4 separate regions of the Mus musculus genome follow, and all the other regions are linked to region 4. The links are chromatin contacts, called in public Hi-C, HiChIP or PLAC-seq and Micro-C maps. All regions are on one chromosome and are shown on one strand. The core of a region is the stretch at or near the end of the contact, and the rest is flanking DNA. Distances in the headings are between cores, read along the strand shown.

Region 1 (7,380 bases), core at 2,874-5,373, 180 kb before region 4:
CTGCAGCTTGCCTTCGTTTGGAATCACTTAGGGTCTGATCACGTGATGTGACTGAGGAGGTTTGACCCTGAAGGAGGGTGGCATCATTGCACAAAGGCTGAAGTCCTAGACTGAGTGAACAGAAGAAACGAGCTAAGAGAGAGCGTTCACCTCTCTCTGCTTTCTGATTGCAGAGGCAATGTGATCGGCGGTCTCACACTCCTGCCGTGCCTTCCCCACCATGATGGACTGTACCCTTAACTGTGAGCCAATAAACCCTTCTTCTTTTAAGTTAGTCTTAAGATATCTCCATAGACTAACATAGTATTTCATCTCACTAATGCAAAAAGTCCCTAATAAACATATGTTTAATCAAAATATATGTTCAAAAGAATCCTAGTCATAGGTTTCAAATAAATCCTAGCTTCCAAATAAATAAAGTACCCACGAGTGACACAGAAATCCACACAGAGTGTTACAAAATATCTGAGCGTCCACTAACACTTGGGTGTAAGGCTCTTTGCTCTGATGATCATCTGCCCCTGTGGCACCCTTAGCTTCCTGTTCTGCTCTGTGCTGTCTGGTTCAGTGACCTGGGTTCTGGTTCATAAGAATTTTTGTGGGTTCTCCTAAAGTATTCCCAAGGTGAGAATGGGCCTGGCACAGAGGGATACCACTGCCTACAACCTACAACCTACAGCCCACTGCCCACTGCCCACTGCCCACTACCTACTACCTACAACCTACAACCTATTACCTACAGGTGCCTACAGTCCTAACTGGAGAGCAGCTCTGTCCATTTCACTAAGTCCAGGATCTAGGAGGTCAACATCCTCAAGCTATAGGAAAAGAGGTGATGCTGCAGACGAACCTCAGTCGGGTCCTCGATCTGCAGGAAAACTCAGGGTTCTGGTTACAGGCAAGCAAGGAGTTGGTGCTGATGACAAACAGACACAGACACAGAGAGAGTGCATATCTGAATGTAATTTTTCTAAGCAAGCAAAGTGTGTATGGGAGTAACTTGGCTATTGTCCTAAGTAATTACTATGTAGACTAGCCCTGAGATTTCTAGCTCTATTCAAGTAAATTGTGATGCCTGATTACTTTCACTGTCTCTACTAGAGGTAAATTTGAATGTTACTGAATAGGTAACCTTCTTACTGAATTCCAAGCTCAAGGTCAGCTCAAGGACTTCCTAGGACATTGGAACACTGGCGAAGGCTTAGCTGTATGTCAAAATCAATCCTTAAAGGCACTTATAATAAAACAATACTGAAAGAGAGCAGACAGATCCATACACCAAACTAACTCCAGGATAGGTTTGGAGCATATGTGCTATGGGAATGCCAAGGTTCCAGGAAGCTAAGTTTCCATGAAACTCTTTGCCTTGGGACTGCTTCCAGGCTTCTAGGCCTGTCACGCGAGTCACTACATGAGTGGATGTAGCAAGGTGAGGTTCTGCACAAGGTTTCATGGCCACAGACATGAGGCTGGAACAGGCATGCCTTAACTTGCTTTCTGCCTTGTGAGAGTTGTTTTGTCCAGACTGTAGGCCCATACGTAGTATATATAGGAGTACCAGCATGGGGCTGAGTTGTTCATCTGAGCTGTACACTGACTCTTGCTCCCTGTGTTTTACTCTAGGATTTTAGATGGTATCCTAGGTCATACTATGGGGTCCCCTGCCTAGCCTAGGTTTCCTGGTGCTGTTTTGAAATTAAATATTCTTTCAAAGAGAACTTGAAATCTTGTCTTTCTGTAGCAACACTTTGTGTTCCCTTCCTAAGGGGCAACCTGGGTTACAGGAAGACAGTGGAAAGTCCTAGAGGCTTCTGGAATATTCTGGAATACATCAAAAAATCTAGAGGGAGAAATGCCGTGAGCTGCTGGGGAAAAGGGTTCTTCCGAAACACTTCCTCCCACTGTATGATGGACATTCTTCATTGTCAGTTTGACTACATCTTCCTCCCACTGTATGATGGACATTCTTCATTGTCAGTTTGACTACATCTGGAAAAAACTACAATCCAGAAATGAAGGGAACACCTGGGAGGTGAATCTATATCTAGTCTAGACCTTTGAAGTAGAGAGATACTCACCTTTGATCTGGACCTTGAGGCAGGAAGACACACCTATAATCCATGCCACACCTGCTGGAAGCCTATATAAATTCATGGAAGAAGAAAGCTTTTGCTCTTTGCCTGCTTGCTCTTGTCTTGGTAGCAAGTCCATTCCTTCATTGGCATTAGAGCCTATTTCTCTGGAACTCTAGCATCTACTGAAGACCAACTGAGACATCCAGCCTTGGGAACGGATTAACTATTGGATTCTTGGGGTTCCCATTCATAGTCTGACATTGTTGGATTAGTTGGATCATAGTCTGTAAGTGATTCCAATAAATCACACACACACACACACACACACACACACACACACACACACACATACACATGTATACACATACATACACATGTGTGCATATGTGTGTCCCATATATAAATTCTGCTATTCTGGAAAACCCTAACTAATACATATAGTGGGTGGTACATGCTTTTAATCCAAGCACTCAGGAGGCAGAGGCAGATTGAGCTCTATAAGTTTGTGGCCCATCTGGTCCACAGTGAGTTCTAAATCATCTAAGGCTACATAGCAAGACTTTAAATAAATAAAAAAGATGAACAAACAGAACAACAATAAAATAAATCCTTCCAAGAACACAAGTCCTGTCTATATTTATTCAGTGCTGTATCTCCCATGCCTGGAGGAAAGAGCCCGGACCCCAAATTCCATCCAGGCGTCTTTCCCGAGACCAAATACTACCTTTGCTTTAGGGGTTGAAGCTTCCCGCAAAGATAGAGTCCAGGCTTCTCAGGATCCCCACTGTGGACCCATAACTAGTGCCCCAGAGGCTGCGCCCCAACCCCACCCTAGCAGACATGTGCAGAGATGGACACTCCTATTCATCTGAGGCTTAGTCTAGATCTGTAATTTCAATTTCCTAAAGAAGGAAAGAGGCCACGAGACCCTTAGCCTATCCTCTTGTGATAGCTAAGGTCTACACCCATCCAATTAGCAGCCCAGGCGTGAACTCTTCTGTGTGAGAGAGCCCTGTCAGCCAAGGGAGCTGGAGCCCAAGAGGCTCTTTCTCCCTACCTGTTGAACTCTGAGACCCCTGCAGCTGCAGGTTCTGAGACATAAGACTCTCTAGCTCCACACCACAAACCTAGGGATTGGGGCTCCCCACTGGATGGAGACCCATCTCCCAAGCCCCCTGCATTCTTGTATACATCTCTGCAAGTGTGTGCCTGACACTGAAGGAGGCTGAGTAGTTCTGGCTGGACCTTGTAAGTTGTTTTACTTCCAGTGCCGGGGATTGAACTCAGGACCTCACGCATGCTAGGCAGGTTCTCTAAGGTCATCCTCAGCCCCCAAGAGCCACCGATGTAAAGGACAGAGGGATCCTAGGTAGAGCACACCTTCCCAGGTCGTCACTTCCCTCTGGCCTCTCCAGGCTTCTTAGAGAAAGACAATATAGCTGGATGTTACCTAACCCTAATTCTGTTGCTATGACATCTGGACTTCCAGACCTGACTCTAATCCTCATTAATTGGATCCCCAGCTTCCAAATGTTTCCTCTTGTTTCTCTAAGTCTCTCTGCAAGAGGAACGAACACCGCAAGTCAGTAGGCCTTCAGTTATATATAGGTCAGGAGGTTGTGGGTCAGTTCTGCAAACCGTTTATTGATTTACATTCTTACGTCTTCCTGGTCTCCTCTGAACACGTGTCACTTTCACTTTGAGAAAGAAAACTGTACATGCCTGCGCCACTCAAGTTAAACTTTGTCAGGAAGCTCCAAGAGCACTCTGTGAGTGTGGGTCTCAAAGTACCCAAGCTGGTAGAAGAACTCGGGCTTTGAGCCAACCAAAATCGTCCACTTGGCTATTTCAAGTCTTTTCCCCTTCTTCAGTACAGTGATGAGTGGCACCCGGATAAAGTTTTTGTTTACCAAAAGTTCCTCCCAGAATAGAAACTGCCCACAATATTTTTCTTGTGGAGGACATTTAGCGGGCCATGGTGTTCAGAGCTGATGCTTTCTGCTGTACAAAGCAGAGCTGGGTGTCACCTCTGGACTCTGCCAGAGGAGGCAAGGACCTTGTTCCTAACCAACCTTGGGACTCTCAGATCTCTGGAATGTTTCAGTACTGCCTGGTCTAAGTGAGTGTTTTGTTTGGTTGATTTTGTAACTTAAAGCTTGGGCAAGCTGTTCAGCTTCTTTTCTCCCTGCTAGCAGAAGCCAGCAAAAAGAAAATTATGACAGGGTCCCATGGGTGAGGATAGAATTTCCAACAAGCTAGTCTTTTAGGAGGGTGACCCATCTAGAGATGACAAATGGTCAGTCCCAAAGGCAGCAGCTGGCCTCACTGTAAATCCAGGTTCAGGGTCCTTTAAAGCATACACCTGTTGCAAGGGAGTCCCTGTCACAAGCCTGCAGCTGTGGGTGCCGTTTGCAGCCCGCTTATGTCAACACGCACCATGGGGCTGGTCAACGGGTGGCGTGAGGATCTGATGATGGATGCATTTTATGACAGCGCCTGTTGCCCGGCAGAAAAACACCCCGTATGATTTAATAGGACCACAGCAAATCCTAACAGCAAAACATTCATCTGGCGAAGGCTGCAGACTCTTACACAGCTCTTGCCAGGTTTCTATGGTGATGATGTTCATTGTAAGCACAGAACAAGCACCGATTCACAGTGTCCAGCAGAGGCTACAGTCTCCTCCACCCTCCTGCTTGCTTGCTGCAGGCAGCCGTGGCTTCCATGCTAAACGTGCACCCTGGAGTAAAATCAAGTCCCCTTGCACTCTCCGTCCCCCCAGAGAGGAGTGGAGCGTGCAGACACAAAGCAAACAGAGATGCTAGCAGGGTGTTGGGATGCACCAAATAAATGGTAACACCAATCTGTTCAGCTGATCACTGTTTTTATTCTTGCCCTCTTTATTAACATGGCTGAGGAAGCATACCACAGCTCATGGGTGGAGATCACAGGACAACCTCTGCTGGTCCTATTAAACCATACAGGGACTTTTTGCCTGAGACACTCTTACTGTCCCCTACTGCACACTCCAAGGCTAGCTGACCCTCACGCTTCTGTGGCTCCTTGTCTTAGCCTCCCATCTCACTGTAAGAATGCTGGGCTTACAGATGTGTCTGCTACTGCATCTGGCCCCTCTGATGCACCTTCAAGTTTAAAAACGTTAGCATTTTTGTGGACGGGGGTGGGGGTGGCTAGGTAAATTTCCAGATGAAGAGTTGTATTGAGGAATTTGTTCTCTGAGGGAATTTCAGAGCCATCTCTATGTACATTGTGATCCAATCTGGGACAATCTTGCAAACAGGGACAGCAAATCCCTGCCAAGATCTGGTGTGTGATCATTCAGGTCTCATCTGCTGCTTGCAAAATCCTGGGAAACTGGCCTGTTTGTCTGGAAGAACCAAGTGCTGTGCCAGCAGCAGACCCTGGCTCACAGCTCTGTTCAATACTGTTTGACATCCCTGCAACGTGATGGGTTCTCAGCTCTGCCACCAGGACTTCCAGTATGCGAGAGCCACTATGGATTCTTCTCTGTCACAGATGTGTCTTGTATAGCTGACAGGTCATCCCCAGCCTCTGAAACATCCCTGTTCTCATCACCATCATGATCTTATTAATAATAATACTAAAAGACCCTCCCCCACATACACACTTTTAAAAAAATGAAGTTCCTCTCTCTCCCTTATGCATCTTTAGCTCATCTAGGAAAAATGAATTTTAAACTGTTTGTAAGTCTATGTGGTTTACTTTGGCAGAGCTGTGGCTCAGAGCAGAACTGGGCAAGTCCCCCTGGGAAGACAATCAGCCAGGCTGCTGAGGGAAACAGGGATCTGCACCAGGCAGGAACATTTCTAGGCAAAGGGACTCTTGGACAGGACAATGTTTGATCTCAGAAGGTCAGCCCTCATACGCACAGGCAGAGGGCAGGCTGACGTCGCTCCCAGGTTTGAGCAAGGCCCTTCCAGGAAGCTGATTTGTTATTTTGGGCAGGGACAACGGAGGTTGATGTGTGTTGGGGGTAAGGTTTCCTACTGTGGGGTTCTGACAGTTCCTGATATTTTCATAAACAAGTCTTCAAATGTTGACCAACAGCAGCATGAAGAGTGGATTTCAACGCCATCGTGTCTGGAGGGATACGGAGTTGGGCAGAAGGCCGTCGCCACGCTGTGGCAATCTCTGCCCTTCTCTTGCATGTAGAATAAAGTGGAAAGACGGAGGGCAGGTCCTGGCTAACGTGTCCCTCCTCAGCTGCTCTCATGTGGCCCACAACCACAAACCAAGGAAGAAATCGCTTGTCAGTGTAAAAAAGAAACTTAAGAGTCATCCTTCATCCCTCGTTCCTTTTACAAAACTCTTTATGTAAAGTGACCAGAGACAATAAATAGGTACAATTCCCAGAACAAGAGAGCCAGGGGACCAGGCAGGGAGGGGACGGTCCACAGTCTCCAAAAGCCAGTTACGTCCTCTTACTTTCCAAAAGCCAAACCAGGCAGAACAAATATCAACTGAAATTGTGAAATAGGAGGAACATAATCACCCCCAGATCTGTAGACACAGTAAACCAGGCTCCCACCAAAGAATGTTTTAAAAACAAGCTTGGAAGGACTGGGACTTACTAAAACAGCTAGGAGATAGTTTGCTTCATCCCTCAAAACAAAACAAAATACCAACAATCACAACAACAACAACAACAACAACAACAATGACAACAACATAACCCTGCAAACCTCAGAAGAGCCCCCAAGATGTTGGCAGTGCAAACATGGCTCCTTATAATGGAGCCAGCAGGGTGAGGGAGTGTTTTCCTTCTCAAAGATTACACAGGAATTAAAGAGTTCCACTTTTGTGTTCTGGGCTTAGGGGCTGGAATTCTGTCACTGTCCTCTGACCCCAATGTGCCAGCCAAAGTTCCTCCCGTGGAGACTTGACACCAGGCTATGACCTTTCTGTGACTGCCCACGGTGACACCTAGATCCTTCTCCATCATCCTTGCTGTCCAGTCAGAAAGACAAGTGGGAGGTCCCCTCAGTCCCCAAATACAGCTGCCCCCAGCCAGGCCAAAGCAAAAGCTTGCCTCTGGGAACTACTCTCACCTACAGGAAGGAAGATGTGGTCTGCTTGACCTCAGGCCCCCAAGTTTGCTGCATAACTGAGTATTGAGTGCATGTGTGAGTGTGTGTGTGTGTGTGTGTGTGTGTGTGTGTGTGTGTGTTTCTGCATCCTGGCTGACCCTGTCCATTTTCTCAAAGATAACAGTGCTGACTCGGCACTATCATTATTGGAAGGGCAAGGAATCCATACAGCCTGT
Region 2 (6,476 bases), core at 3,649-6,148, 140 kb before region 4:
CCTTTATAGCCAGTCGCCATCCTGCTAGACTTACATAGTCTCTGAACTGATCAGTGATAATGTTGGTGAGGAGGAGGGGGCAAGCTGATGAAGACCCTGAGCCCAGTGAGACACTCAGTTCTCTCACTGTGGGCGCTCCATCCCACATGTCCTGCAGAGGCTGGAGGGATGTAGCTTCATAAGGTGGAAGCCATGTGGACCACGTCCTTCTCCAGAGGACAAGACTGGCCTCATGTTGAACTACAGGAAGGAGGAGCCGTTAGCTGAGACCCAGCAGCTAGAGGAGGGGTAGGGGAGCTGGTGCCTGCCTCCCAGGGTTGTCTGAATGGCAACAGGTTGTGTGAGCAGACAGGCCCCAGGAGTCCTGGCCAGGCTCCTCCCTGTAGCTCTCAGTCCATACCAGGCTGAGCCCAGCCCTGTGGTTTGATGATCACAGAGCTGGGCCTGTTTTTACCCCTTGAAAAAGGACACAAGAAAAGGACTCTATTAGTGACTTTGACACAGTCAGGTCTTTAGCACTAAGCTAGCCCTGCTGGACCACAGCTCTCTGCCTGATTCCTCACACCTGAGCCTATGTTCCCCTTTCCCCAAGCCCACATCCCTCCTCCCTCCTCCCACCTCCCTCCTCCCTCCTCCCTCCTCCCTCCCCCCTCCTCCCTCCTCCCTCTTTCTTCCCCCCTCTTGCCTCATTCCTTAGTCCCTGCTCACACCCTCTGCTCTCTGCTCCTGGCTCAACTTCCCCAGAGTTCACATTAGGGGGATGCAGAGGAAAAGCTCCCTCTCGGATCACAGACAGCATAGGGTCCGTGCCCTCTATACATGGGCCCATCCCGTCGGCAACTGGTCGTGCCTGTGCTGTGCTTCCCATGAGACCACAGTTCCCTCCCCTTGTTGTCTCTCACCTGGGAAATGTGCTGTTTTCCTCTGAGATAGAGAGGCAACAACATAGAGTGTGAAGCAAGTGACCAATCTGCACCCCACCTCCTTCCAGCCCCTTTGTCTAGTGGTGTGGGAGGCTGTGGGGGCCTCCTGGCTGCGGCCAGTGCTCACTGATGATAGAACCCAGTGACCAGTGATGGCTCTTCAGGGGATCTCCTCCTGTCGCTCTCCTCTTTTGTTCTCCTGTCCCGGGGAGGGTTCATGGAGATGATGTCATCAGGTGATGTTTCATTGGATCCCAAGTCAAAGCGGATCTCCTCCACAACATTGCAGCTGCTCACAGCATCCTCGGCTGCATGGTGTGGGGTTGGGTTGGAAGGACAGGCAGCACGGTAGGTCAGGTAAGCTGGGCCTTGAGCAGCCCTCCCTCCTTCCTTTCTCATCCACCTCCTGCAGTTGGTCCTTCCCAGACGAGATGAAAGTGGGAAAGAGGCAGATGGTAGGAGGACCTGTAGGGCTCATGTTTGAATGGCGCTTCACAAACTTCCCTGTTGGATGAAAAATGTGCCCATGGCTTAATCGGTATCTCAGTACAGTATATGTTCCTGTGACCTCATCAGGCTTTCTCTTTCCTACAGACTCCATGACTTTTTGGACTTTGTAGCTCACGGTGCCTATGGCTTCCACAATCTTGGCAATTGGAATTATTGGGGTGATCACTGGGAAAGCTGGTGGCAAGGCTTCATCACAGAGACTTAGCCATGGGAACCCCACGGGGATATCCTTTCCTCAGGACCTACAACAGACAGTAGGATAGAAGGGTTCCCCAGTTCTGACAGGCTTGGTGGTCTCAGGGGCCTGCGATTGGCTGGTGCAGATCTGAAAGGCTCAGTGTCTTGTATAGTGTAAACCCAGCAGCCATAGTGTAAATCAAGATGCCAGGACTCCACATGTCCATGGGGAGTCTATGACAGCCTGAGCCCTCCAATAGCTCTGGTGCTAAGTGAGAATGTGTGTGGCAGACTTCTTCTGAGATCTGGCCAGCAGTGACTTTTATGGCCATCCCCAAGTCTCAAAGTTCCATCATTTAAACACTGACTCCATCCCCCACCTATGGGCTCTAGCAACGAGCTCACCTTTCTGGGAGATCTGCCGTGGGCTCCAAGTATCTCAACCATTCTCGTCAGTGTTTGAGGCTAGGATGTCTCTGGTCCCAGGAAGTCACTTTATGAACCTTCCTCCCCAGCAGACAAGCATGTCAGTTGGCCTACCATCACTCACAAAGGCCCAAACGCAGCTTCTTGGCAAAGAAGGTTCAGTTGGGCTCACAGTTTTGGAAGCTTCGGTTCACACTCCACTCTTTCCATTGTTTGAGGCCCGAAGTGACACGTTATGGCCAGAGTATACAGTAGAACAAAACTCACTTCGCAACCAGGCAGCCAAAGGAAGAGGGTGGGGTGGGGGAGAGAGAATCTGGCAGGTGTGAAACATTGGGATTCTACAGCTCTCTCCCAGAGAATCCCTTCAGTGACTCAAAACGCTCTCACTGAACCCAGCTCCCAAAGGCTCTCCCATCTCAAGTGACAGACACAACTTTCCATGCTTGGGCTGGCTGGGCTGTTCTACAATCAAGCAAGATCAGTGCCTTCTGGGAGGATGGCTGAGATGCCCACCCTTGCTTTTTCCCTCCTGCCCTGAGCTGTTATAATACACTTGGAAGGCAGCCTGACAGCAGAGGTGACAGGGTTGTAGGAGAGCTGCCAAGGGCACGGCTCTCACTGGCACTATCTCTGAGATGCAGGCAGGCTCTTGGCCTGCTCCTCTCATAATTCTTTACCCACGGAATCCCACACAGCAGCTTTTGTAAAAAGCCGGAACACATCCCTCCAGGTCTTTTGCCTTTTGTGTGGCAAACTGTTTTATTTCCATTTCTTCTTCCCTTCAGAGTGCGTGACTTCCCCCAAATATGGAACCGGAGGTCAACTCTGCTTTAGACCAATGAAAAATTAGTTCCATATGTACGCTGCCCATGATTGAAGGAGCTACTACCAAAGAGTAGAGACTAAAACATCCATGAGCTGTGAAGCTGGTCAGCTGAGGATTCTCCTGGCTCACACGCAGTGCTAATTTCTACTTGATACAGCTTTCCCCTGGGAAGGAGGAGCTGTCGAGTCAGGGGATAGTAGTCTGTGTGTGGCTCCCGATGCCTGGGTGTGGAGAAAAATGCCTGTTTCTTAAACTCTCTATTCCCAGGACACACATTGCTTCAGACCCCCCTGAGTTCAATAGGACAGCTGGCGCCATAGCATTGGGCCACTCCACTGGGCCAGGAAGCATGAATTAAGGAAACAGCACACTTCCATTGGCCTAGAACCAATCCCAGGGACCCAGCCCAGTTTGATTTCATCCCCTGCATGGACTGGAGATACTTTACAGCACCCTCAGCTCCTCTAAAGACAAGCATAAGGAAGAGACAGGCAGGGAGTCAAAACACATTGCACAATGGGGTTGAAATATCCACATATACAAGTAGCTGGGTTTATACATTCATGATAAAGAGAGCTGATTGGGTGTTGAGAAGTGACCTGGTATGGAACACCAGTTCAAAGCTAACCCAGCAAATGGGCTGCAGAAGAGCTGCTCCCCCCCCCAGTCTAGTCTAGCCTGGTTCCTCTGACCCAAGGCTAGCCAAGGTCAGCCTCCCAGCTCCCAGTCTTCCCAGTATTTGGTCTTCCTAGCCTTGCAGCCCCCCACCGAGATTATCAACTCCCCTGAAGTGAGCTCTCTGCTGCTCAAGGCTTTGACACTTGAGTTCTAAGTCGTCCCTCATTCACCAGTGACACAGCCCACAAGGGGTGCTCATCAGACACCCTCGAAGAGCACTCCAAGTGGTCACATCTTGTCTCCAGTGTCCTTGACCTTCTATAGAAAGGACAAGACAGGAAGTGGAGGCCCCACCCTCGCAGTTTTGGGGGTGGAAACTGCTCCTTCGCACTAGGAAGTGACCTGCACCATGGAACCTCTCCTTGGCCGGGCTTCCCACTGGTGTGTACATCACCCAAAGTCCCTTGACTCCTGTCCCTTGTCTCTAATTGTTTGCTATCTTGAGCAGCTGCCAACCCCCAGAAAGCATGGCTTTTCACCAGGCAGGATCCCATGTGAACCAAATTTATGTCAGTAAGTGATGGTGAAGTTGTTGAGCTGCCCCACCTGGATTCCAAGCAGCGTAAAGAGTACTACGGGAGGATGAAGGCCATGCTGCCCAGTGGGATAGTGTGTTCAGGAGGGCAATGGAGACCACAGTGAGAAGAGGCTCTGGACTTCCTGAGCAAAAGCACCTCTGTCATGGGGAAGGCATATTTAGCCAGAGTTCAGATTCATAGGCAACAGAAGGGTGCCCATAAATGATGTGCTAAGACAACTTTGGAGTTTGGAAAACGGCATTGCTAAGATCCCTCGCTCAGTCACCCTGTGTGAGCACAAGCACGTGACATTTCTTCCTGACATGACAAATCCCTGAGGCAAGAAGGCTTATTCTGGCTCGCAGTCTGAAGGGACACAGGGCCTTTGTTGTGGTTAAGTCACTGCAGAAGGCATGGAAGGTATGGGTAATAGGGACAGGAAGCCAGCCGGTCACAACTGGCTGAGCCTAAACAGGAAGTGGTGCTGGGTTATAAACCTCAAGAGCCCGCCTCAGTGACTCATTTTCTCTAGCCAGGATCCACTTCCTAAAGGTTCCACAATATTCCCAAGTAACGTCCTCTCACGAGGAACAAATGTTCAAACACGTGAGCCTGGGGGACAGTTCACATCCAATCACAACAGCATCCCTCTCCCCAGCTCTGCTCCTCCATTTTATATACAGCATGTTTCTCTCCACTCAGGGGTTCAAGGCTCCCCGACAACACAGTTGGGCCGTGAGAGCAGAAAACCAAAGAGTAGATTTCAAGTTAGAACAGTCCATGGTAGCACATTGTTGGTAACATTTGCCAAGTAGAACTGAGGAGCCTCCAGGGAGGGAACACCCTTACCCCAGTGCCTCTCGCTGGAACCAAGTTCTGCAGAGGAGAACACTCTGTGCAGGGTTTCGCCTGCAGGCAAGTCACATCTTCCTGGCTTCTCACGTTTCCACCCAACAGCCTTTCCCTAAGAATGATTCATCCTTCGTGATCATATGCCAGAAAGATTTTACTGAAGGAACCCTGTTATAGCTGTCTCGTGTGAGGCTATGCCAGTGCCTGACAAATACAGAAGTGGATGCTCACAGTCTTCTATAGGATGGAACACAGGAAGCCCAATGGAGAAGCTAGAGAAAGCACCCAAGGAGCTGAAGGGGTCTGCAACCCTATAGGTGGAGCAACAATATGAACTAACCAGTAGCCCCAGAGCTCATATCTCTAGCTGCATATGTAGCAGAAGATGGCCTAGTCAGCCGTCACTGGGAAGAGAGGCCCCTTGGTATTGCAAACATTATAGGCCCATTCCCAGTACAGGGGAATGCCAGGGCCAAGAAGCAGGAGTGGGTGGGTAGGGGAGCAGGGCGGGGAGAGGGTATAGGGAACTTTCTGGATAGCATTTGAAATGTATATAAAGAAAATATCCAATAAAAGAATTTGGTTTGTAACTACAAAAAAAAAGATTCATCCTGTACTTCATCCAAAGGGGGGGGGGGGGACAGACACAAGAGCACGGAAGGGGCTCTGTGGACCCACTGTTACAAAGTGGGGCCCACCTGGACCTTCACCTGTACACTGGGGCAGGCTGCATCCTGGGAACCTATACTATGCAGCAGAAATAGGATTCCCTTCCTAGTTTTACAGGACCAGCAGAAATGACAGTTCCCACTCGGGAGCCAGCACTGCACGCTTGCCTCCTACCTGCTGCTGTTTATCTGCAGCCAGCCAGCAAGCTGCCAGCTCAGATGAGCAGGCTGCATGAGGACCAGGCAATTTCTCTTCTGGCACTAAAGGCAGAAAGGGAGGGGAGGAGCAGCCTAAGTGCTTTTGAGGCAGCACAAGCATGCCCGCGTGTGGTCAACGGCCCATGCTGTTAGCCACGGGAGAGACGTTTTGTACCAGCCTGTGCTCAGAATGGCTCAGCCCACTCCTGATCTGAGGACAATCTGGTCAGAGCACAAACCCTTGGTCTCTGTCGGTACCACTTCACTGGGAGTGGGCCCATCTTCCTCACAAATGGGGTTACTGCACTCTTCAGAGCCTGAGAGGAAAAGGAATGTTCTAGCTTGGGCTCCAGCTTCCTCTCCTCTCCCCAAAGCCCTGTAACCTCCCCCTCCTCTCTGTGCATGCATGTGTATGTATACTTGTGTATGTGCATGTATGTATGTATGTATGTATGTATGTGTGTGTGTGCCTGTGTACACGAGTCAATGATTACATGAATGTGTGCCCTTGTGTGTGCATGCACGGTCATGTGTGCAAGTGCCACGAGGCATATGGATGCCAGAGGACAACCTCCACTGTTAGCCCTCATCTTTCCCCTTGCCTGAGGCAGGGTCTCTTGGTATTTAGCACCATGGTAGCTGGCCTGACAGAGAGAGCTTCAGGGATTCTCCTGCCTCTCCTAGCTCGCCTGAGATG
Region 3 (7,335 bases), core at 1,279-3,778, 200 kb before region 4:
TCCAGGACAACCAGAACTATATAGAGAAACATTGTATTGAAACAAAAACAAACAAAAAATAAGTAAAAGAGTAATTTGTTGTATTATATAAAGTCTTAGGCTAGAATGGTATTCTGCAAGGACTACCAATTTAGTCTGATGAAGTTGCCAGCTGTTTTTGCTAGGGCTATGGTTTTTTTTTATAGTCACTGTAACTGGGAACTCCCAGAGAAGGCAGGATGGGAACCTAAACATGTCTTCAAGTCCTTATGCCTGCCTGCTTGAAAAGATCTCCATATTGCCTTTTGCTCTTTCCATCAAAGTTACCAAGGCTCTGTGTGTGTGTGTGTATGTGTGTGTATGTGTGTGTTGTATGTGTGTGTATGTGTGTATGTATATGTGTGTATGTGTGTGTGTGTATGTGTGTGTATGTACGTGTGTGTATATATGTGTGTATGTACATGTGTCTGTATGTATGTGTGTGTGTACATGTATGTGTATGTATGTGTGTGTGTGTGTGCGCGCTTGAGTACACACTTTACCAACTCAACCATCTCCCCAGCCCTCAAGGTCTTCATAGTTTTAAGAGCAAATACCTAGAGAGATACAGTGTGTCCCTAACTGTTTTAGTCAGCTAGTTAATACCAATGCCTCTAAGGTTATCTGCACCAAGCTTGCCCACATGCAACGGTGTGCTAAGTGTGAGGAAGAGAGCCAGCATCCCATTACTGTCCCAGAGAACCTTTGAGACACAGATGGAGTTCCTGGCAATACAGGAACCTGGGAGAATGTGTCTGGAGCATGAACACCTTGCGACGGAAGCTCCTCAGAAGAATGACAGTCTAAGGGCATTTAGAGTCTCTTAAAGCAGCAATGTGGCTGGAAACTGAGAAGGACCTGCTGCTCGCTGGCTTGTACAAGCTCATACTCAGGTAGCTTCCATGCGTGACCCAGGACCAGGCCTAGGGAATGATACTGCCCACATTCAGCTGGCCCTCCTACAGCAATGAACAATCAAGACAGTGCTCTACAGGCCAGTTTGATCTAGGGAATTTCTCAGTTGAGGCTCTCTTCATGAGCACTTCCTAGGTTGTGTCAAGTTATATATATCAGTTAAGACTATCCAGGACAACACACACACACACACACACACACACACACACACACACACACACTATAACTCAATTATAATATCCACAGTTAATTAACATATTGCTTACCATGTTCAGTAAACCCTTTATCTGTAGATCTTTGAGGATGTCTGAACTAACCTCTTGTTGGTTTTCATAGGTCCCCAGCCAATTGCCATGAATACTCCTGATGGATCAGGTGGCTAACAAAACCAGGTCTAACCTAAAATAGAATCTCTGGTAAGTATTCTGGGCAGATAGATCAGTGACCTGGGGGGACTTAGGTTTCAGAGGGGTCAGCTAGCTGACCAAATCCTGATGCCTCACTTAGCACAACTCAGCTGCATGCCCCCTTCGACCCCAGAAAGTGCCACTGTGCTCACTGTCCCACAAGACATCTTCTCATTTTGAAATCAGACTCAGCAAGAGACACCTGGAACAGAAACTTTCTCGGCCACAGAAACACTTCAAACATGTTTGCATAACACTAGGTTCTGTAAACATGAGGCAGTGCCTGCTGTTGTGTCAGGGGCTACTGGATCATTTGAATTGTGGATATACACACAGCCAGGGGTCCACTGAGGTCACACAGCAGTATCTGCCATTGCTGTGTGTGAGATGTAGGATGCTCTCAGTAGACTCTTGGCAAAGAAACCTATTTATTCTATTAGCCAGGGCAACTAAACACACTTGACCTCATAGCCTCACATCTTATTTTTCTGAAACTCGTGTTACATCCCCTGCATCAGAGACATACACTGTGGGATTTGCTGTGTCACATAGTTACAAAATCCTCCAGCTTAGGGCTCTTGGAAGCTAAAATCCAAATCCTAACAACGTCCTTAAAGTTCTCACTGAGTAGAAAGCTCTGGCCCCTAAATATTTCATCTTTCTCTTTTTAATACATTTTGCAGGGTATATGTATAAATGTTTGTGCACGTTTATGTGTGAAGGCGCACATGTCAGCATGTACATTCCCAAGTGTGCATGCACAGGTAGAGGCCAGAGGTCAACCTCAGATGTTGTTCCTTGAGGAACATCTGTGGGAAGTGAGACCCTCATTCCCATAAAGAGACTAGTAAAAGTGAAGGAGTTTTTGATATAACATTCTGCAAAAAGGAGAACCAATATCGAGGAAAGGCAAAAACTACCTCCTTCCCAGCCCAATTTTAATTTTTATAGGAGAGCACTGAGCAGTTGAAGAGTGACCACACGTTTAGAAATTGAAAGGTGCACACACGTTTTTGTTTGCACATGCAACAGCTGGGCAGAGCAAAGGCTCCCTGTAGACAGTGCCTACTTCAGCAGCTGCTCTCTCCCACCAGTAGGCAGGTGGCTGGAATGGCATGCAGTATAGTCTCCTGTCCAGTGCCACCAGGGATCAAGAAGAGCAGCTGTTGTTCATTCCAGTCCCATGCTGATACAGCTCAGAGGCATTTCTGGAGAGTTCTGTGAGTGAGTCACTGGCTTCCCAGAATCCCAGTATTGGTGACTCTGCTCAATTCCCTAACAGCCATTCCATCCTCAGTCCATTTAAACCTATTGTATAGCAATTCCCTCTGAGTTGAAACAGTCTTTCCAGGAAGAATCTAGGAGGCTCAAGAGACTCCGAAGATAAACAACTCACAAGCCTTAAGGAAGTTCCTGAAACTAACAAGTTTCACAAGGCCCTGACCTAAGGTTTTAGAAAACAGAAAACAATGGGTGGAGACATAAGACTCTGAACAACATAGCTGCCTGAAAAGTCACATTGGGATGTCCAGAGATGAAGCTTTCTATGAGCTTTTATACATGCTGAGCTGATTTTTTTCTTTTTTTCTCTTTTCTTTTTTAAAGATTTGTTTATTCTATGTATATGAGCACACTGTAGCTGTCTTCAGACACACCAGAAAGGGGCATCAGGTCCCACTGAGGTGGTTGTGAGCCACCATGTGGTTGCTGGGAATTGAACTCAGGACCTTTTGGAAGCACAGTCAGTGCTCTTAACCACTGAGCCATCTCTCCAGCCCCCGATTTTGTTTTTCATGATGATACCACCTTTAAGCCATCCATGCTTCTGTAAGAAACTGCTTACTTCATGGTTGGCCATGCTGGACTTTGGTGGAATAATTGCTTTGGTTTGTTTTTGTCAGTGTCTTATCTAAGGTGAGAAGACATTTTTTACATAGTCCCAGGAAAAGTCACATGACAAATCTAACAGTGAAAACCCACTCTTCTCATGGGTCACCACCAGAGAATGGATATGTGGCCTGTTCTGGCCCATTAAAGGAAAGCATGCAACTGTGGGTAAAGGGACTCGGGCCACCTCGAGTGTTACAGGCATGGCTCTGCCAGGCCTTGCCCTTCTTCCCAATTTCCTCCACCCTGCTGAAAAATGTTAGGTTATATCCCTAAAGCTAGCCCCTCAAAGTCTATTCCCTTCTTTGGCTACTTCTTCCTGAGGCTGGCCACCAAGGTCTAGCTATCAAAGTATTGAAGTCCAGCAATCAAATTCCCCCACCCCTGTGGCTCACGTAATTAACATGCCCAATTAAAGTTAAATACTTCATCTTAACATGGGGTTTCCCTTTATAAACTGCCATCTGCCTATGTTCCACTGTCTCCTCTCTATCCAGAGGCAGTCCTTTGTCCCCTGAAGAAATATCCGCCTCCCTTGTTCTCTTCCCCTTCTCCCTTGTCTTCTATCTTTTCCCTTTGCCCTTTGTCCCTCTGGGGTAAATAAATCTTTGTGCTGAGAACTTGGTCTTGGGTGTCCTGAGCAGATACCAATCTCTTACAGTAAATATTTTTATCAAAGCCAATGGCTTTCTTTGGACTTGCTATAAAATAGCTCAGGGACAGAGATTTATAGATTGGGCAACTTATTTAAACAACAACCATACAAGAAGGATGGAAACAGCTGAAAAACTGAAGAATCTGTGTTGCAATGTGGTCTCCAACAAGGCCCCATCCAAACCAGCTCCAGGTCTGAGGTGGCCTTTAGAAAGAGTTACACATGGAATCATTTTCTTCCTATGTCTCTGGTCGTGGCTGTTAATTCGTGAGCACATGTGTCTTGGTAGGTAAAGAGCACACTGACGTAGGCCATCCCTTGTATATGAACATGCCCTGGGTTTTTGTGACCCTCTCTCTGGATGGACTTCTCAATTGAGCCACCAGTAGCCAGTTCTTGCAGCAGCTTGGGAAAGCAGGAGCACTGTCTAGGTAGTTTTGTGGGTACTATGGTCCACTGCTGTGTTCCCCTGTCCTGCTCAGCCCCAGTGGCTTAATGCAAGTCTTTTCTGTAGGCATCTCCTCTTATACTTTAGCTAGTCTTTCTGTGAGAACAAGTTGAGAATGGAAGATGGTACCATGGCTGGAATCTCTCCAACTCTTCTCCGGGCCATACCTGATGCTTTGCCTATCCCTCCCAACTGTCCTCTCCCAGGTTCTCAGCACTCATATCTCATGCTTCTGCTGGCTTAGGTAACTGGTGATACACAGGCTAGTCCTTTGACATGAGTATTTATTCAGTCATTGCCTTGTCTAGTTAAATAAAGGATAACCAAGCAGAAGCTGTAACAAGTATCTAGGATCCAGGCCCTTCCTTCTGTGCCCCACCAAAGTTGTCTCTTCTAGGAATAATAGAGCAGTTACCTATACAAGGTACTGCCTCCTTTCCGTGTCTCCTGGTCCACTGATGTCAAAGACTCACATTGGTGGGGCATCTGACAACACTTAACTTTAATGGGACCCTTATTATGTATGGTTGTAGTGTTCCCCTCTGTGCAATAGAGACCTCTCTATTCAAAGACCCTAGAAATGCAGAAAGGGAAGTAAGTGTAAATGATTCCATAAGAAGGTAATGGATAGGGTATAACATCTACTTCTTCTCCCACGTCTACAGTGAGAAACAATAATCCTCACTCCATGATAGATTACTAGACATTCATGCAGGTAGAACAAGACGGTTTCTTTTATGGCTTTGCAAGACCAGGCATCAGCCTAGAGTGGCTGGCACTCTGCTAGAGTTCAGAACACAGTTTATAAATCCCGATACATGACCCTTCGTCCCTTTCCGCTCACTGCGTAAACAGGAGGTACAATCTTACACTTCACCCAAGTCTCCTGTTTCCTTATGTTGCTATGTTTGTCTTTTTTTTTTTTTTTCTCTCCACGAAAAAAGTGTGTGGGCTCATCTCTATGTTTTACATCCTGTTTATTTCAGAGTATATTAGAGCCGGAGAGATGGCTTACAGGTTAAGAGCACTTGCTGTTCTTCCAAAGAACCTGAAGTGGTTTTTGTTCTCCTCAGCACCCATGTCAGACATTTCATAGCTACCTCTAACTCCAACACCAGGGGATCTGATGCCCTCCTCTGACCTCCATAAACACCCACACTCACATGGCGGACACAGATACAAATAACAAGGTCAAGTAAAGCGTATCAGAAGCACAACATTGCTGGCAAGCTTGGCTGCTGGAGATTTGCTAATCTTTAATTTAGGCAAAGGGGTACATAGAGGACTTTGGAGAATAGCTAGACTAGAAGATACTAGAAAGGGTGTGGAGTTTTCTGTTCATTTGGAGCTGGACCTAAGCTGGCTCATAGAACCTGTAAAACAGATTTTATTCCTCAAAGTACCTAGATTTGATCCCCTTGCTCTGGGAACCTGGTGCTGTGAGATAAACAGTCATGGGCTTAGGGTATCCACTTCAAACTGAAGAGTGTGCTATGTGACCCATAGTCACCAAGTCATCACCAATGTAGGCCTTTTCAAATCTGTCTAACTCTGCCATTTGGTCATCAGTTCTTCTTTTGTGGTAAGTGAAGGTCAAGGGACTCCAGGTCTGTGTTTCGTGCTCCCTCCTCTGCTGTTGACTGGGTTCCTTAGTCAGAGGAGAATACACAGTTATTTCTTGAAAGTCATCACATCATCTTGCTGGGCCAGGTCTTATAGTCAGAAAGGCAAACCTATAAGTAGTATATAGACCAATGTCAAACAAGCAATCATCTTTCCTTCTTGCCAATGGATCCAATTCTCTGACCTGACATCAGGAAGCTATCTGGTCTACCTATCTGAGAGATGGTACTGTGTTCTAGCATCTGGTTGGTGTTTCACAAGTGCCAGACGATAAGGCATCTTTAGTTAGAGGGAAGTTCTATTAGGCTCATGTATAGCCTTTGTCTGCTTTTTATTGTGACTTGCTCCAGGCTCCACAACATGTCCTTTTCTACAAAGGTATGGCTAGTGCCACCTGTGTGGAGGAGTGTGGGACAGATGCATGTTGCAAGTCAACAACACGCCATTCTGTACCTGCTGCAGAGCTCTCGTCTGCTTTGGGCTTTACTCACAGATGACAACCTTTTGTGTCATTCAGGATATTGACCAGAGAAGGATAAATCTGGCATATCCTGCATCCAGAAACTTCTTCCTTGGGGCTGACACAAAAATGTCAATAGTGTGCCTCTTTTATGGGTCATCTTGACATACTCTACATCACTGGAGGCTGAATTTACTCATCTTCTGAATTATGTTTGTCTTGCAAGATCTCAGATTTCCTCTGCATCTCTTCATCATGAGAGTTAAGCCTGGTACTTCCACTATAGCAGACCAGAGTGAGCACACAGCTCAAATGGACCAGGTCCCTCTGGACTCTGTTAGGAGAGGGGTGACAGAGTGCTTTAGTATCTGAAAGAAGCAACTGAAGAAAGGAAGGCTTCTTTGGCTCACAGCTCAACAGTGCTGTGATCAGTGCTAGGGGAACATGGCAACACATTGTGTCCACAGTCAGGAAGCAGAACTAGATGGACTCTGGTGCTTATATTGATGTCTCCCCTCCTCCATCTTCTTCAGGCTAGGATCCCTGGGACATCCATGGGATGGTGCAGAGCATTCAATAGGAGGAGCCTTTCTTCCTTGGTTAATGCCCTCCCAGACCCTTTCTGAGGTGTGTTTCCAAGGGAATACAAAGATCCAAGCAAGTTAACAATGAAGATTAACTGTAGCAGAGAGCAACAGCCAGGGAGCATCTTTTGTCATCCCACTGTCTGTGTTGCAAAGGTAGAGTTATTTCTGAACTTCCTTATAGAAATGGAAGGAGAGAGAATTCATCAGTATGGAGGCTGAGTTCTGTGATTTTCTATGCTTGGTGCTGCTTCATCTGCTTAGAGATTGACACGTCTATTCTAGCAGCTTCCGTTAGGGTATTCTTTGATGGAATGTGAACTGTCCCTCCATCATCT
Region 4 (7,113 bases), core at 4,531-7,030:
TGGTCAGAGTACTGCCCTCAACTCCCTGGAGCAGAAGATGGACCCTGCCTGGCTCTCTAGCACAGAGAGCCACTCCAGCTCAGAGCCTATCTAGGGTCTCTTAAAGACCTGCTACTGCCTTCAATTCAAAGAATTGTATATTTTCTGAAGGGTCTAGAGACTGGGTTTTAAATGAGTTCATTTATTAAATATTTAGCAAGCCAAAGTGAAAGAATAAGTAGCAGATGATAGATAGATAGATAGATAGATAGATAGATAGATAGATAGATAGACAGACACATACATACATACATACATACATACATACATACATACATACATACATAGCTACATAGATACACAGATACATAGATACATAGACAAATACATACATAGATACATAGATAGACAGATACATAGATAGATACATACATAGATAGATTCATAGATACATAGATAAATACATAGATACTTAGATAGAGACTTAGATACATAGATACACAAATAGATGCAGATTGAACATCATCAAATCACATGCTCAAAACATCCAGCAGAAATCAACCAGGGAAGCCCAGTTTAGGCAGTGTGCTGGAGTTTCCAGTAGAAAGAGTGCCAGCCAGAGTGGAGTGTCCCACAAGATGAGCCTTCCAAACGAAAGAACAAATAGCAACAATAGAGATGACATCATTCAACCAAGTATTCACAGTATTCAGCAGAAACTGACTTGGGAAGTTGAGGCAGTCAGCTAGTGTTCCTGGTTGAGCTTTCTCTCCATGGCTCAGCTTCCCAATGCTAACCTACAGTTTCTCTCCTAATGAAGACACTCTTGTATCACACAGTACAGTAGTAGCCTCTGTTGGAAGAGGTTTGCCTTTAGACTGGGTTTAAAGACCTATGATTCTACCCTTGGGTGGCTTTGCTGGTTTCTCTTCCCTGCCCCCAGAGCTTGGAGGCATCTCAGTCCCAGACAGGAGGTCTTGGAGGGCACTCCGAGACAAAAATGCTCGGGTCTGAGATGAGGGTGGGAGGTGACCTGGCTTTCCAAGCCAGCCTTTCAATGAGTTCAAACAGCTCCAGACAAATTTTCAACACCAAGTACATTACACCAGGGGTCCTGCAGCCCTCCCCTTTGTGCCAGCAGCCCAGCTGTGTGTGTGTGGGGGGGGGGAGCAGCTGCATTCAACCAAAGGAAATAATGGAGTTGCTGTGGAGGACCAATCTCTCTTGACTCCATAAGCCACATCTGGTGCCCACCCTATTACAAGAGACCTCCCTCAACAACAGCTGCTTGACAACTGGCCTTTAGCCACCTTCACCACACAGATGGCCAAATGACAGGTGTCATGCAGGCTCCTTTCTCCGACTGCCAGAGGAGAACTGGCCTGTGGCTCAGCATTCCATGGGCTCTGATTTGTCCAGCCTGCCTCCCCAGCCCCAGCCTTATCTTTAGCACACAAGCCAAGGGGCCACCAGGGACATGGGCTAGGAGATGGAAGGTTATGGACTTAAAAACCTGACCACCCAGTCTTGAATCCTGTATGACCTCCAACAAGGCAACCGTGTGAGATACAGTCTACTTGTATACAGGATGCTGCTCCACCATACTGTTGTAAGAGTCAAGAAATGACTTGGTCAGACTTCCACCAATGCTAAATGAAGAACAGTGAGTGCATGCCCACAAGGTGTGTGTGTGTGTGTGTGTGTGTGTGTGTGTGTGTGTGTGTGTTGTATATGCTATTTACAGGATGCATGTGAATGCACATAAGATGTATGTATTTGTGCGTATTCACATGCTTCTTCCTGGGACAGAATCCATGGATACAGACACAAACACCCTGTGGGCACTACACATGCAAACACACACACACACCTATGGGCACATACACATACCCTATTGGCATATGTGTATGTACACACACACACACATACACACACACACACACACACACACACACACACACACACACACACACACACACTTTGGAGAAGGCTCCACCCACTCTTCAGTGCTGTTTGCCTTGGCTGATACTGTCACTGTCTGTCTTTTACATTTCCACGTGAACACACACAGCCTTGTGTCCCAAACAAAGCTGATGCCTCCCTCATTCTCCTCCCTTCTTCCACCAGCCACCCAGCATTGACCTCCCAGACCTTCCCCGAAGGCCTTTGGACTTCTGTTCTAGCACAGACTCTGAATGCTAAGTTAGCCCCAGGAACAAGGTGACTACGTCAGCTCCTAGAACACTCTAGGAGAGCAAGAAGAAAGTCCCAGGAGCCACCCTGGAAACGGTCCAGGAACACCACGCCCTGCTGACTCCAGGACAGTTCAGCATACAGTGACAGACCTTGATATCTTTTTACCACAGGGTGTTTTAAGGGGTGGTGCTTGCAGGTCACAGCCCTGGCCCAGAGGACCCAGCACTATGCAGAACAGTGCATAAAAGAAGAGGCAGGGCAGAAGCCTGTAACATGTACACAGAACACCAGAGACACAGTGTATCTCCCCGCTGGACTCCTGCAGAGGTACGGGAGCCATGCTAGGACACCAGTCCTCAAGCACTCCATGATGAAGCAGAGGGTGTCTGTGGACATTCTAAGGATCCAATGACAGCCTATGACTCCTGCAGTGCAATTTGTGGATGAACTTAAATGGTCATGAGTATGACTCTTGCTTCAGGGACCTCCTGCTATGAAATCTCTGCTTAATCCTGACTCCTGGGCTTCCCTTTCTGTGGACCCATATTTTAACTGGTTTTCTCGTTGCCATGATCAAATGTCTGTAAACGTCAACTTAGCAGAAAAATGATGCTGTTTGGCTCATGGTTTAAAGGGATGCAGTCCCTTGTAGTGGGGAAGTCTCGGTGACAGGCAGCATCATGGCACAGGGGCCTGAGGAAGCTACTTGTTCTCGCCTACAGAGATAAGCAGTTCTCAACCGGTGGGTTGCAAACCCTCTGCGGGTCACATATCAGATATCCTGCATAGCAGATATTTATATTACGATTCATAACAGTAGCAAAATTACAGTTATAAAGTAGCAATGAAAGTAATTTTATGGTCACCGCACCATGAGGAACTGTGTTAGAGCGTCACAGCAGTAGGAAGGTTGAGAACCACTGATAAAAGAGAAACCAGACAGGAAGTAGACCAGGCTATTCTAGGCCTCAAGACTCACCTTTAGTAACCAGCTCCCTCCAGCAAGGCCCTTCTTCTTAAAGATTCCACAACCCCTCACTCCCACCCCCCACCCAGCAACACCACCATCTGAGGACCAATTGTTCAGACACATGAACCTGTGGTGGGAAGTTTCACGTTCAGATTTTTAGCCAAACCAACATGCAGTCTGTGAAGGCCTCCTGTGAGCCTGTGTCTCCGACGCATACCCCACTCAGAACATCCATGGCCCACTCTGGGAAAATATCAAATCCATTTCAGAGATTGGTAAGCCCTGGTGCTTCAGACCACTGGGACCTCAGAGGAACAGGTGAGGGGAAAGGTTGATGTTACGTCAGCTTATCTGAGCTGATAGGTGCCCTGATGTCCGAGAATGCATCGCTTCTGGGTACATGTGGAAAGACATTGCTGGAAAGATGAGTGCTGGAGAAATGAGTACTGGAATCAGTAGAACACCTCAAGACTGCAGGTGCTGACCACCTTCATGGAGGACAAGGGCTGAGGGAGAGGTGCTGTATTTGACCTGAGCTCCCAATTCTGTCTTTAGACTTCGGTGTCCTGGTTCTCAGACCTTCTTGCGGTCCTTACAGAGAACCAGAGTCTGGTTTCCAGCGCCCCCGTCAGGTGGCTCACTACTACTTGTGATTCCAGCTACAAGAAATCTGGCGCCCTCCTCTGGCCTCCGTGGTACCTACACTCATGTTCATAACCACAGTATCAGTTCATAACCACAGTTCAGTATCAGGCCTTCAGTAAGATATGGTATCCATCATCACTACACTGGACATTGACTCTCCAAGTCTCTACTTCCCATAATCCCCTACCCCCCTCCTCTGGTTATCTGTTTGCCTGTCTATACATGTGCATGTTCTCTCTCTCTCTCTCTCTCTCTCTCTCTCTCTCACACACACACACACACACACACACACACACACCAGATGGACAAGACCCACAGTGATGTGTGGGTACTATAGATGAGAATCAGAGTCCCAGAGCACCCACTGAGGGAAGGGGGATTCCAGTGCACCTATTGATATATTAGCTTCCTGTGTCTGTGACTGCAGACAATAAATTGGACCAAGGACACAGAGATGACGTGGTGCTTAAGAGTGACTAGGAGACAGCTCAGCAGTTCAGAGCACTTGCGGTCCTTACAGAGAACCAGAGTCTGGTTTCCAGCGCCCCTGTCAGGTGGCTCACTACTACTTGTGATTCCAGCTACAAGAAATCTGGCGCCCTCCTCTGGCCTCCGTGGTACCTATACTCATGTTCATAACCACAGACACACACCATTTTAAACATAAAATAAGAAGTAGAAAGATAACTTGCTACGAAAGGGAAAGCACCCCTGAGACTAGGGTACAAGTGAGCCAGTGAGCCAAAGGTAAAGCTTGGGCCACAGGGCACCAGACCTTTCTAGGACATTACACAGCTTCTTGCCCATGCTTCGTTTGTGGGTGAAGTATGGGTGAGAAAGGACTTCCATTCTTTTTCTGCAAACTAAGTGTGCTCCATTTGTTGTCTGATGCCAGGTGGGAAAGAGCTTCCTTTGTATGCTAATCTTGATACAGATTTGTTCTACCACCAGGGTTGTGCAGGGCCCTGGCAGCAGCTGCTCCAGCGTGAAGCCTCCCTTCTCCTTCTGGGGCCAGCTACAAGGAAGACTGTTGTGAAAGTGACCTAGAAAAGCCACTTTGACCCAGGTAGGAAAGGCAGGGAGGAGAGGGAAGCTGCTGCAGGCTCTGAGCAAATTGTCAGTCCGCCCTCTGTCCCCTCTAGCAGCAGGAACAAGTCCTGCTGTCACCTTCTCTGTGTCAGCTTTCTGCTAAGGCCTAAGGCAGCCCGTGGCTCCAATATTTAACCCTGCCAGCTGGAGCTCCCCAGTCTTCCTTTCTTCCTTGGCATCTCACTGCTGAAGGCCTGCCCATTCCCAAGACCGACCCTCCCCAGAGTCACTGTCCCCAGACCCCCTTCTCCAATAACCATCAGCGAAACAATAAAAATCCTATTCATGTTGGAGGTGAAGTCAGATTACATCTCAGCCTGCTTGCCTCTAAAACCTGTTTTAATCTAAAGGATCCTTAAGGAGGCTGGCAGCTGGCCAGCAGAGTGACCATGGATGGGGACAGCAAGTAGTCCTCAGGATACTTTAAGGCCTCGCCTTGCACACCAGCCCCACAGCACTGGGTGCCTTTCAATTGGTTCTGAGAGTTCTCGAAGGCCAAAGGCCTGCAGGGCAGGCATGAGGGTCTGTGTCCACAGGAAGGGGGGGGGGGGCAAGCTTCTGCACAGCTGGAGTGTGCTGATAAGAGTCTTACCAGGGCAGGGCGGGTCCCCTGGGTGCATGCATGCTCTCCCTCTGCCTCCTGGCTTCTTCATACTTTGTCCCCTGCCACCACCATAAAGTACAGTGTGACCTGTCACATTCCAGAGCTGTGGCCTGGAGCCACCCAGCCCTTCGTATTGGCAAAGGAAGGGCTGGGCCACACAGCTGCTAAAAATGGCTGCTTCAGCCTTCCTACCCCAAAGAGTACATGCTGACATTCCTGCCATAGTTGAGGAAGGTCCAGCCCTGCTCCAGTTTGTGGCAGCTGCTCCCCAGGGCTCCCCTAGTCTGCAGTAGCTCCGCCCAGGCCTCCCTGCATTCCTCAAACTCCAGTCAGAAGCCTCTGTTTGCAGGAGCTGGGAGCCCACCAGGCAGAGGACGCTCAATGCTCCCTGGTCCCATGAGAGTCGGGGACAGGCATGTCACAGGCATGCCTCCTCCCAAAGAGAGGTAGTAAACCACCAAATGCCAGCCTCACTGCTGAGGTAGAGAAACTGGATCTGAGAATGCCTGTGCCATGCTACCCTTACCCAAAGTCCAGCAGAGTCTGACTCCAGGATTACCATCTCCTGGTTTATGAGTGAGTTATCTTCTGACATCTCACTGCTTTGGAAGGTGAAGAGGCACAGGTTTTTCTTCCTGGGGTGAGCCCGAGAATCAGCACACGCCTCTCCAGACATACCGGTGTGTGGCTTGCTTCCTCCAAGGTCTCTGGGGAGCAGGGAACTCAGCTGGGTCTCCAACCCACGCCCTGGCCCAGCCTTGTGGTAGAACTGGAGTCAGGCGCCATTGAAGCGGAGTTGGCGGCCTTCCCTGGTTGGGAAGAGGGCTTCATTGGGTGAGTCCCACAGACCAGGGTGCCCCTGGGGCTTGTAGACCAGAGCAGAGTTAGGAGCCCCGCCAAGCCTCCTCTCCAACGACACCAAAATTATCCTGTCGCTCCTAGGGCTGTGGTAAACTTTACAAAACTCTTTGAAGTTCAAACTGTGCCTGCCCACAAAAGGGGCTCAGCAGCCAAACTGTCTTACAGGGCAATTAAGATGTTGTCTGCAGGTATCAGGCTGTCTGCAGGGTTTGCTGGCACTCAAGACGGGTCTGCAAGAAGGTCAGGCACAGCCAGGGCAGTGGCCACAGGCCTGGCATAGGGGCCGCAGCTGAAGAAAATGACCCTGGAGGATGCCAGAGCCATTGCTGGGACACACACAGTCTCCTTCCCACCTGCACCTTGGTCTCAGGCCACACACCTGAGCTCCAGTGCTTTGATGGCCTGCCTGCCTTTGTGGGCGGTGTGAGCCTCAGCTCCAGGCAAAGCTGTAAGAGCTGATTCTGTTTGCTTTTTATCAGAGAGCTGAGGAAGGAGTTGAAAGCTGGGGCTCAGGTCTTTCAAATAAAACCTGCGAGACTGGGGAGGGAAGAAGACCACCACAAGTCCTGAAAGAGAGCCAACATGTGTCTGCAGCCTCCAGGGTTCTTGGCTGGGCTGGGCTGGCAGCTAGCTTCATAGTGCACTGGGAACCCTGTTTGGGGGATTGGGCTGTGGCTTCATTGAGATCCAGTCAGGAGCCTAAGTATGAAAACCAAAGTGCGGCCTCTCCTGTTCTGCATCAAAGCTCGGGCTGGCTGCACACTACCTG

What was found. A called contact is a pair of places that touch in the nucleus more often than the background predicts. HiChIP or PLAC-seq counts read pairs in DNA pulled down with a chosen protein or histone mark.
Region 1: a contact with region 4 is called in a Hi-C map of myocytes, with 2.9 times the contacts expected there. The contact joins two enhancer-like sites. A contact is called at or near these places in 1 of 15 datasets of contacts at CTCF or cohesin (CD8 T cells), 3 of 484 Hi-C or Micro-C datasets (embryonic fibroblasts, myocytes and nephron progenitors), 6 of 115 datasets of contacts at active chromatin or transcription factors (effector CD8 T cells, embryonic basal ganglia, fibro-adipogenic progenitors and 3 more) and 1 of 9 other capture datasets (embryonic stem cells).
Region 2: a FOXA1 HiChIP or PLAC-seq map of pancreatic cancer cells shows a contact between it and region 4. The contact joins two enhancer-like sites. A contact is called at or near these places in 4 of 484 Hi-C or Micro-C datasets (the 3T3-L1 cell line, bone marrow-derived macrophages, nephron progenitors and 1 more), 1 of 115 datasets of contacts at active chromatin or transcription factors (pancreatic cancer cells) and 1 of 9 other capture datasets (liver).
Region 3: a Micro-C map of muscle stem cells shows a contact between it and region 4, with 2.6 times the contacts expected there. The contact joins two enhancer-like sites. A contact is called at or near these places in 1 of 15 datasets of contacts at CTCF or cohesin (CD8 T cells), 8 of 484 Hi-C or Micro-C datasets (the HL-1 cell line, the N1E-115 cell line, bone marrow-derived macrophages and 4 more) and 7 of 115 datasets of contacts at active chromatin or transcription factors (cardiomyocytes, differentiating embryonic stem cells, embryonic stem cells and 3 more).

The regions. Positions count from the first base shown.
Region 1 is chr13:52,152,369-52,159,748 of GRCm38.p6, reverse strand. No RefSeq gene overlaps it. Among named protein-coding and RNA genes, the nearest start is that of 4921525O09Rik, 59 kb to the right of the region's middle. Within about 2 kb of position 4,123, at least 116 of the 459 cell types and tissues checked have an H3K27ac peak or open chromatin away from gene starts, as enhancers often do. A contact at or near this core is called in myocytes, where this site is marked.
Region 2 is chr13:52,113,118-52,119,593 of GRCm38.p6, reverse strand. It overlaps 4921525O09Rik (RIKEN cDNA 4921525O09 gene), which reads right to left. Exons shown (of 8, transcript NR_045061.1): 4 at 903-1,427; 5 at 35-456. Among named protein-coding and RNA genes, the nearest start is that of 4921525O09Rik, 20 kb to the right of the region's middle. Within about 2 kb of position 4,898, at least 65 of the 459 cell types and tissues checked have an H3K27ac peak or open chromatin away from gene starts, as enhancers often do. A contact at or near this core is called in pancreatic cancer cells, where this site is marked.
Region 3 is chr13:52,171,019-52,178,353 of GRCm38.p6, reverse strand. No RefSeq gene overlaps it. Among named protein-coding and RNA genes, the nearest start is that of Gm33041, 48 kb to the left of the region's middle. Within about 2 kb of position 2,528, at least 14 of the 459 cell types and tissues checked have an H3K27ac peak or open chromatin away from gene starts, as enhancers often do. A contact at or near this core is called in muscle stem cells and trophoblast stem cells, where this site is marked.
Region 4 is chr13:51,974,673-51,981,785 of GRCm38.p6, reverse strand. No RefSeq gene overlaps it. Among named protein-coding and RNA genes, the nearest start is that of Gm40948, 110 kb to the left of the region's middle. Within about 2 kb of position 5,780, at least 181 of the 459 cell types and tissues checked have an H3K27ac peak or open chromatin away from gene starts, as enhancers often do. A contact at or near this core is called in muscle stem cells, myocytes, pancreatic cancer cells and 1 more, where this site is marked.